3 separate regions of the Zea mays genome follow, and all the other regions are linked to region 1. Evidence: chromatin contacts called from public Hi-C data. All regions are on one chromosome and are shown on one strand. Each heading gives the region's core, a stretch centred on a gene start, on an enhancer-like site or on the middle of the called end of the contact. The rest is flanking DNA. Distances are from core to core; before and after follow the strand shown.

The links. A called contact is a pair of places that touch in the nucleus more often than the background predicts.
Region 2: a Hi-C map of tassel shows a contact between it and region 1, with 3 times the contacts expected there. The contact joins the promoter of LOC100192933 here to the promoter of LOC100282493 in region 1. A contact is called at or near these places in 4 of 25 Hi-C or Micro-C datasets (bundle sheath, ear, endosperm and 1 more).
Region 3: a contact with region 1 is called in a Hi-C map of endosperm, with 2.6 times the contacts expected there. The contact joins the promoter of LOC103626268 here to the promoter of LOC100282493 in region 1. A contact is called at or near these places in 9 of 25 Hi-C or Micro-C datasets (bundle sheath, ear, endosperm and 4 more).

The regions. Positions count from the first base shown.
Region 1 is chr5:40,904,284-40,907,682 of Zm-B73-REFERENCE-NAM-5.0, reverse strand. LOC100282493 reads right to left here and starts at 1,558. Exons shown (of 2, transcript NM_001155402.2): 1 at 1,125-1,558; 2 at 388-712. The coding sequence starts at 1,458. The coding sequence ends at 696.
Region 2 is chr5:41,293,614-41,297,012 of Zm-B73-REFERENCE-NAM-5.0, reverse strand. LOC100192933 reads right to left here and starts at 1,638. Exons shown (of 11, transcript NM_001138115.1): 1 at 1,475-1,638; 2 at 1,196-1,339; 3 at 979-1,077; 4 at 793-898; 5 at 28-251. The coding sequence starts at 1,477.
Region 3 is chr5:41,165,606-41,169,004 of Zm-B73-REFERENCE-NAM-5.0, reverse strand. LOC103626268 (UTP:RNA uridylyltransferase 1) reads left to right here and starts at 1,502. Exons shown (of 6, transcript XM_008646661.4): 1 at 1,502-2,857. The coding sequence starts at 1,631.

The sequences.
Region 1 (3,399 bases), core at 309-2,808:
ACTTGTTCATCCGAATTGGATTGGTCCAATTTTTTTTTAAAAAAAATCTGTTTGTTCGCATCATGGTTGCGCTTGTTCCTTTGTAATGCTGTCTGAAGTTATTATAGAAACAGGTTTTGCTTATAGCAGTTGTATTTAGAACAGCATTCTAATGCAGTAAGGAAAATCAGCAATTATAAGTGGTATCCTGGTAGGCATATTATGTTCTCCGCGTTTGCAGCATTTGTTCAATACAATTATGCATACTGGAGCCCACATGTTGGTGTCAAAATTTCAGTCTTTAAGTAGTTTGAGAAATTATTATGGAAGAAGACCAAACAGTTGACTGATTTAAACTTGAGCAATCAGTCTCTCTGTGGAATAAAATCCAAATTGTAAGTATGCTGGTTTTGAATATGCATATTTTTACATGTTTTTTATTCGCTTTTGTTTATGTTGAATCAGAAACTGGATGGTAGAAAGAAAATAAGCCTCTCCAGCTGTCCCATGAGCCATCTATGTTTCTGGGCTCTCTTACAGATTTATATTATGTGATGAACTAGAGTTCATATATCATATATGAGGATAAGAACAGTACAGTTGTTGTACTCCAACACCATGAAACCAACAGTTGACCAACTTTATTTATTCCTATAAGTATTTGTAGCTGCCGTGCGTATGTTAGCCAACTTGCTCCATTCAGATTCAGCCGCTCTTCAGTCCTGCTTTGATCCTGCAGTGGAAGGGACACGAAATGAGGGCAGTAAAAGCGATGGTAACAGACGAGATCTATAATGCTTAATCTATGTATATAGCCCATAACTACCTGAGATCTAAAAATCTAACGGTTTATTTTTTGTGCAGGTGCAGTGGTAAAAAGTCATCAGGTCACAGGTAAGCAAGTCTTGATCTTCACATGAGTTGCTGCTGAGTAGGTTGTTTTCATATGCTTGTAAATATCCCTGTCTGTTTACTTGTCTGATTGATGACAGAATATTATTCCACCATGATCACGCCACGTGGAGCATGAGCTGACTGACATCGACATGCAGGACCCTCTCTGGCTGCTACTGTGAGCGGGCCAGCATGTCATTGTCGTTCTCAAATGATCATTGGCCATGCCCAGCTAAAGCTATTATACTCACCGCAGCCCTTGGGGACGGTGACGCCGCACTGTTTGGTAACGAAGAACACCTTGTCCAGGTCTAGCTTATTCCTGGCGTCCGGGGAGCCGACGTAGTCGCAGATGCAGGACGCGTGCGCGTCTAAGGCCTTGATGGTTTTGCAGCAGTCCTCGGACGGAGGCATCTTGGGCCCCTCCTTCTGGACGAACTGCTTGCAGCTGCGCCACAGTGCGTCTATGTCATTCTGGCAGGCAGAGACCTGTTGGTCAGCTGACACCGCTGCTGCTGCTGCGGAGGCCAGGAGGATGAGGAGGAGCGTCGCAGCCATGTGGCCAGCAGGGCTCAGCTGGGACATCTCCGTGTGCGCTTCTGCTGGACTGGGCGGGACCTCGATCTACTGATTCGTGGGCTTATCTTTTGTTGTAAGTAATATAAGCGTTGTGTTGTGCATCTAAGACCCGGATGGCACTTGGTATTTATAGTCTCCTCTTGAGGTTGGTTTGGGAACCATGGCAATGCGAATTTTGTGAACTGTTTTCAGGGTGCTTTTTTTTTGGGTTAAGCACTCTTCATGCAAACACCATCAGTGTGACCCTCTTAACCGTTTTTTTGTTCAAGCACCAGACTGTAGCCTAGCCAGTGGGAGCAGGCACCGGATGGCGTGACAGCGTCGTTCCCACATGATGTTGTGAGCGGGACAGCCGGGCATCGGGCCTAGCGGTTGAAAGTAAACTATATGAGGTGAATACATGAAATCTAAATTTTATAAACTTAGATAGACATAACTTTAATACTGGCTTAGTGTTACAACAAGAATAGAAACAATCGGAGTGCGGAGGAAAGAGTTCTCTTTGCACAAGTCGCTCAAATGATTGCGGATTACTTCAGAGAGTAACTTAATTGATATGGAATCAAGTGCAAGAGAGGAGGGAGAGGAACAACCAAATTGCAAATGAGGATCAACACAAAGATGTGGGTGATTTGTTTCCCGTGGTTCGATTTCAAAGAACCTACTCTCCGTTGAGGGGTCCACGTAGTACGGGTCTCTTTCAACCTTTTTCCTCTCTCAAATAGTCATGGAGATCGATCGAGTTTTTCTTCTCTTCAGCGGGGACACTAAGTCCGACAAGGACCTCTACACAAAGAAACTGAGTATGTTGTTTATCTTTACAATTTGTGAAAATATAAGTGAGAGCGAGAATGAAAAACAAATCAAGGGCAAGGGCAAAAGAATTTGTAAGGAAAATGGACCCCGGGCCATTTGGCTCAATGAGTTTTGATGTTTGATGATTAACACAACCTGTGAACTAATGTGTTTACTAGTGTTTATATTTGTAGTTCACAGGATGCTAAAGTAACTTGGACCAAGACATTGAGGAAAGCAACACCACAAAATAGACATTATAAAGATCAAGTGGAGTCCAAGAGAAGAAGCATGTGTTGCCTGCGGACTGTCTGTGCGAGGAGCACCGGACTATCCGGTGCACTAGGGAACCGAAGCCCAACGACTAGTTCTAGGTGGCACTGTGGAGGAAAGAGCACCAGACTGTCTGGTGTGAAAAGTCTGCGGCGCCAACGGTCAACTGCAGTGTTAGGGTAACGGCTAGGCACACCGGACAAGGAACAGTGCGCTGTCCAGTGTGCTGCAGAGAGCAGCAGCTTTTGTCCAACAGCTAGAATTGTGTTGGGGGTTATAAATACACCCCCAACCGGCCATTTCCATGTGTGGGAGCCCAAGAGACATACCAAGGCATATAGTAGACATCCCCAAGTGCTCTTACACCCAAGTGCTTAATAGAATCACTCGGTGATTAGCGTAGGTGCTTTGCGAAGTGCTTAGGTTAGTTAGACCGCATTAGCGCTTGCTCTAGGTGAAACCTAGTTAGTTGAGTGAGTTTAGACAAACCACACAACCCCTTGGCTCTTGCACGAGCCGTTGTAATTGTACCGAGTGGGGCGAGAGTCTTGCGAGACCGTGACAACCGCGTTTGTGTCACGGCCGCCACCGTGTACCGGAGGGAACAAGGCCCACGGCGTTTTCGACCGGAAGCTCGATAGTGGAGACGGAGGGGAGCATCCGAGAGGAGCCAGAAGTGGAGCACCACTTGCGCGTGGAGAAGATCCGCGACTCTCTATGGAGTTACTCGACCGAGGTGCTTGGCCCTCGCGTGGGCTTCCCTTTGCGTAGGGGCACCAACGAGGATTAGTCGGGACCTTGCGCGGTTCCGGATATCTCGGTAAAAATGCCGGCGTCATCCACGAGAGTTTGCATCTCTACCTCGCTCTTTAACTTCCA
Region 2 (3,399 bases), core at 389-2,888, 390 kb before region 1:
AGATGTAGAAAAGAATAATGTCTCTACCTGTCTTAAGCGAACTATTGAAAGGCTGTGATCATGAGGGAACAACAAATGAGTGTTGACAATGAGGCTCTGCTGGTGGACACAGCTGGTGCTTCGATTTTGTAAGAATGGCATCGCTGATTCCACATGCAACAGCTGAGCTACCCGATCACCGATGTCATTGAACAGCAGTTCCCTATAATTCAAAACGTTGAAGTAGTTTCTATGTACAGCAGTAAGAAGACCTGCATAGAAATTCATCTTTAAGGAAACAAAACACCAAGGTGCATTACATGGCATCAAATTCAAATCTGTCTATGTGCATTTTCAAAACATTCAGGAAGAGAACATAGATCCCATACTAATTGACAATCACCACAGATGTCAACACCATAGGCATTTGGCAAAGCCATTATCCACACTGGAAAGGGAAATAGGTGTCACAATACAATGATAATCATTTTAGACATCATCAACAGTGGTATTCAACACAAAGAGACCATCAACCCCAACATCAATTCACTTTGGGTTTCGAAAAGGGGACACAGTGGCGAAGTCGAATTCCTACCATTGTCCCCTTCAAAAGCACAGTCCCGGAAATGTCACCTCTTATTATAGCCTATGATCAGGATTTCCTAGATCAATAAATTATTTTATATTTGTATGAACCTTCAAAATACAAACAAAAAACAGTTTGCACAAACAGCCGGTGGCAGCAACAACACAGCACAATATCTGTTTCCTCATCCTTCCAGGCTCAAGCTTAAATGAGTAATCAGGGCTCACCGTCTCCACGATTGTTGGTGCGTGCAAGCTTGAAGAGCATGTAATTGGCGTCTCCCAGACGCTTCTGGTACATGTCGACCAGCTCGTCGTTCCCCAACCATACCTCCTGTTACAAGAATCATATTTACTGATGGCTCACATCCCAGACATGATCAAAGAGCCGAATAATAGCTAGATTCAGCTCACCTGAAGGCAGATGATGGAGGAGTGATCAGCGAGAAGGCGGTCAATAATCTTCTCGTTGCGGCTGAACCAGTAGGCCCTGTACTGGCTCTCCCTGCAATTCTGCTCCCAATGCCAAACACCGACCGTCAATATACTACGAGCCAGAATTTTCTACCAAACCAAAACTAACTAAATAGATTCCCCGTCAAAAGGGAAAGCAGAGCAAGATCCAACCCACCTCGTTGTCCATGCGCTTGTAGATCGGCGCCAGGATGTTAAACGTGGTGCAGGAAACGCAGCGCTCGTCCCGCGGCTGCCGCCGGTGATGGTGGTGTCGGTCTCGCCGTCGCATCGCCCCCGCCTCCCTCCGCTGCTTCTTCGTCTGCACAAAACACACACACAGCAGGACCTCACCTCAGCAAACAACCGGGCCGTCAATCCAAGCCCACGGCGGAAGAGGCTATGCGAGCAGTAAGCCACACATAGCTCGACGGGGCCGCCGCGGGCGAATACTCACCATTGCGATGATTCGTAGGGCGTGGAATCTGATACTTGGTGGAGGCCTGGCCTCGGCTCCTTCTCGTCGATTTGGCGGCTACTAGCGGAGGAGAGGAATGGGATTGATGGTTTTCGCTGGCTTCGGGCTCACCACCGTCAAAATGGTTATAAAGAATCTTTGCAGGAGAAAATGGGTGTACCGGAAAATACGCGAGCCAGAGAGGCAATATAAACCACGGGCCGGTCAGCTGAGCAGTCTACACCACGCACACGCACGAGGCCCACAGGTCGGCTGGAGAGTGTGCTAAATGTGACCGTTCGGGTCTCGTGTGGTCGCCGTCGGTTAGGGCCGAAAAGAAAAGAACTCGAGTTCGACGAGCCAGAGCGACTCGGTGGCTCGATTCATAGAACGATAGATCCTTTATCCCTTTTTGTTTATCCTTTTTTCTTTATTCAATCTATCTTACGTTCTTTATATTATATGTATAATATTTCAATCTATATATTAATAGAATCTATAGTATTCTTATAAAATAAAAAATAAAGATAATAAACTGTGGATTCTTTCTTTCTCTTTCATTCTTACATTTCCATAAAACGTAGTTTTTTTACTTAAATTTAATAATATTAATCTATTATACACATTGGTATTCTAAAAGTACCTTACCGGATTCCTAGAGATGAAGAACCAAGCCAATTTTTACTATTTTTTATATTAACCTATTTTTTATATTATAATAATATTATATTTATTTTAATAATATAAAATGTGTTACTTAAATTATTTTTGAGATTTTATATTATATTTTGAAGAGAGATTTCATGCTTATGGTCAGGGTCGTTGTCTCGGTAAGGCGGCTCGTGAGCCAAGACAATCCAACTTTTCAAGCTCGTCAGAGAAGCGAGTCGAGTCGATCTCGACTCGTTACTTGACCGAGCCGCAGCGAGCCGAGTCAAACTATTACATGTTTTAAGCCACTTTTACATGTTTTAAGCCACTTTTAGTTTATCCTTTATATAATTGTCGAGATAAAGAGTTCATCAACACATTTACCATTTGCGGTCGTAGATAGCCATGCATGCATGCCAACATGCCACCACCGTAGTTCTAAGCCAAAAAAAAGACATCATTGCCCCTTCCTTCCACCCCTTGTTAAAATACATCACTCTGGTTGTGGCTAGAGTACTTGTAGAGGAATGCACATATATATTAACTAGGTGAATACACATGCGTTACAATAGAAATATATAATAACATGATAACTTATGTACAAAATATGTGTTATAAGAAAAGTGTTGGCCACACACTTTTGATACCTTCGAGATATAAAAAACAAGGCAACATAATTAAATCGAGCTTCATATTCATCTTTCAATTGATTAAAGTATGAAGATGTAATAGATGAACAAGGAAAGTAAATATAACTAGGTGGGTGTCCGTGCGTTGCAACGGAAACATAGAATACTACGATAACTTATGTACAAATAGGTGGGTGTCCGTGCGTTGCAGCGTGGGGCCGAGAGAGAGAAAGTAGTGATGGAATACATAGCAAGCCAAAAAAACATTTCTTCTCCTTTTTCCTTGCCTCGCTTCCCCTCCTCAGTCTCCTGTTCTCTCTCCTCTCCGTCTGCTTTAGGCCCCCAGAAATCGAAGCCACCACCACCATAGAGCTCTGAGCCCCTCGCCCTCCTCCCCAGCCTATTTTCGCTGCTGTAACACCCGGAATCTAGGGGTATAAAAAATCTCTTCTATAATATCCACCAAGTTCATGTTTTAATAAAAACCCTAAGGGAACAATGGTTGTTGTCGGTGTTTTGGGTCCGACCGCACACCCGGGGTTGCCCCTCAAGGTGTTTTAGGAGTAGGACGATGTCGCCGACTGTAGCTAAATGGTTCGTGCCTGATGCACGAGGAACAATGGACAATGTTTACAAGTTCAGGCC
Region 3 (3,399 bases), core at 253-2,752, 260 kb before region 1:
CTCCTCCCGTCCACTCTACCATTTCCTCCACTTGCAGCCACCTCCCAGCTCGCCTTCGCTCGTGCGCTGCCTCTTCCCCGAGCTCGAAGGGCCGTCATAGTTCACCGCGCCCTCACGTCTGTTATGCCGCCGTCGTTGAGGCCTCGCTGTGCCCATTGCTTCGGTGAGTTCCGCCTCGGTGTCCGCAACTCGAGATGCGCCTCCATTTGCCCTCTCCCCTCTGGTTCTATCTGCCCGTGCTCACCAGAGCTTTCCCTCGTGTAGCCGGAGGACCGCCGCCCTCGATCCAGGCCCTCGTCGTGTCCCTATCACCGTTCAAGGGTCTCGGAGTCTCCTCTCGAGGTAAACACCCAGCCCCTCCCCTATTTCCCCCTGGTCTGCCCTTGGTTGTGCGCGATTGCTCACCGGAGTAGGATTGCGCCGCCGCCGTGCCGCCTCACCGTGAACCGCCCCCTCCAGCGCCCTTGTGCCGGTGCTGTGCCCCTAGCCGTGTTCGCCGCACCGCCCTGAATCTCCCTGAGCCCTTTTCGGCGTCCCAGCGGGCCCCAGCGTGCTCGCGCCCTCATCTCTGGCGGGCCTCCGTTGTGGACACGAGCGGCGCCACCGCTGGTGGTCGAGGGACCTAGCCTAGGCTGGCCGTTAGATCCCAGGCGTCCGTCTGAGATTGGATGACCCAGATTTAATAAGACCTAACCTAATCCCGATCGCCCGTCTGAGATTCGACCGCTCGGATCTCCCCCTCATCTGCGCCCATCTGCGTACGTCCTCCTCCTCCGACGATGAGCTAAGGCGGCTACCTCATGGCCACATGTTCCGTGTTAACTGCCCTCGGTAACGAGCTTCTCACCTGGCACGCCACCGCCACCGCCATCCGCCTCCTCTCGAGCGTCTCCTCCCTTTAGCTCCTGCCCTCGCATGCTGCTGAAGATGCAACTGCTGCTTCCGCGCCTCCTCGTGAGGGAGGAGGCAGATCTAGAAGGGAGAAGTAGTCAATATGAGAGAGGGAGAGTCCAGGAGGAAACATGACACGGACGCTCATAGCTCTATTTGATAAAAACGATGGGTCTAGAGGAGGATGTGAGCACGCGTCCGAAGCACAAACAACATCCTAAACTTGTGTGGGTTTTAATAAGAAAAATATTAGACTATATCTAGCAGATCTTGTAAAACAATGTGTTTTATACCGTAGATAATAATATTTAGAGTGAAGTTTGAAATAAAAGATGAGATAGACGAGATACGTAGCGGCTTAGATATAAGATGATATAGATAAGATGAGATAGACAGCTCATTTTTTTTATACAGGCCCATAGACGGAATGTACAGGGGCTCATTTTTTTAGGAACAATTGGATCTATACCATTAAAAGATCCAAACTTTAGATATATACCATGGACCCCATATGTCATTGACTCATGTGGACCCACATGTAAGTGAGATAGTAATGGTATGGATCCAAAGTGATGATCTTTTAATGGTATGGATCCAAATTTCCCTTTTTTTTATCAACAAACAATTGGAAAACGGCTGCTCCATTCCGACTACCAGGGCAGTATCATGAAAAATAGAACGAGAAGGTACCAAAGCTGGGAAAATATCGTCACAGAGGCCCAGGTCCTCGCCGCCCCCGATGGCCGACTCCTCCGGTCGCAGTGGCGGCCGCCCCACGTCAGCCTCGCCATCCACTGCCACACACACCTCACCGGCGTCTTTCGACGGCGGTCTCCTACTCCGCCTCCTCCAAAACCCTCCTTCTGCGCACCCGCGAGAGGAAATCCTCGCCCCGTCCCCCGTTGCCCCGGGGGCGCACCACTTCTTTAGTGACCCTGCCGTCGCCGCCGTGGGGCCTCTCTTCGCCGCATCGGCGCAGACGCAAGGAGGGGACTTCGGGTGGTCCTCCACCTCGACCACGCACGTACAGCAGCAACCCCGATTCTCGGATCCCCGATTCGCTCCAGGGGACCCCTTCGCTGCTCTTGGCGGTAGAGGGTTCGGATCTGGGGATGCGGTTAGGGCGGAGAGGCCTCGGTCGGGGGCGCCGCCTCCAGGGTTTGGCAAGCCGTCGCATCCACTTCCTGCTGCCCGTGATGCGCGGAGTGCATCTGGTGTGGTATTGCGTAAGGAGCAGTACAATCCTCGTCCCGTGGATTTCGTTCCGGCTCTTGCAGATGTTCGTGATCCGGTTGGCAGAATGCCTCATGGACACGGAGAGCAGTTTTACAGGGAACAGCAGCAAGATCGTTTTTTGTCACGGACCCCGCCTGAGATCAATGCCAATGGACAGTTTGGCAGGATGCCAATTGGAGAGCAGCATACACTTCCTATCTTAGGTGGCAGGAGGCTCCATGTAGATCAGTACATGCCTCCCGTCCAGGAAGGCAGGGCACCACATGGTGGTCATGGCAAGCATGAATCCCGCTTAACCAATCCGCTACAAAGGGAGCAGAGGTGGCAGGGTCTTAGGGAGGACAAGGGCTATGCTTCGCGGAAGCTGCCAAATGTGAATGCCCATTACACATCTGGTAAGGCACTGGTGAAGGAGGTGCACCATTTGACAATACCTGCTGGCAGTTCAGTTCCAGTGGAAATTACGGAGAATCAAGCGAGTGGTTTGGAAGGAGGCAGAATAGGGAAAGTAGTTTTGGAGGATGGAATTGATGAAGAAGGGGTAGTGGAGGCAAGTAAGTTTGAAGTGTCATATGAAAAGAGTAAGATTAGATTTGCTGGACATGATGAACAAGATGATGGTGGTGACAGGGAAGATGCTATAATTGAGCAGATGGCACAAAATCTGCTGATTGATGGCAATGGTGATGCCAAGGGAGTAGTGTTGGAAAAACCTATCCTGAGGAGTAAGGTAAATTGGATCATTTTTCATAACCCGTGTCTGTAATGAACAACTAGATTTTAATTCTAGATTGCCCAATTTTCATAGTCCAACAATCCACACTCCAACCTTTTGTACTCACCATGCCATTACAATGTACTCCCTCCGTTCCAAATTATGTTGCTTTGACTTTTTTTTTGCTAAATAGAATTTGCTATGCATCAAGATATATATATATATATATATATATATATATATATATATATATATATATATATAGATAGATAGATAGATAGATAGATAGATAGACACACACACACAACAAATTCAGTGTACTAAAAAAGTCAAAGTGACTTATAATTTGGAAAGGACGGAGTACTTGTTTGTTTATTTTTCCCAATCACCTCTCCCTCGCACTTCCCACTCTGCACTGTGGCCATGGCAACAGCAAGCTCTTTGTTGTTCAACTCATTTGTAAGGAACTGAACGGGAAATATGATGTGAATAGAGGGGGCCATAGACAACCCGTTTTGAGGCCATGATTGCAAGGAGATGTGGGCCATGGACCCCAG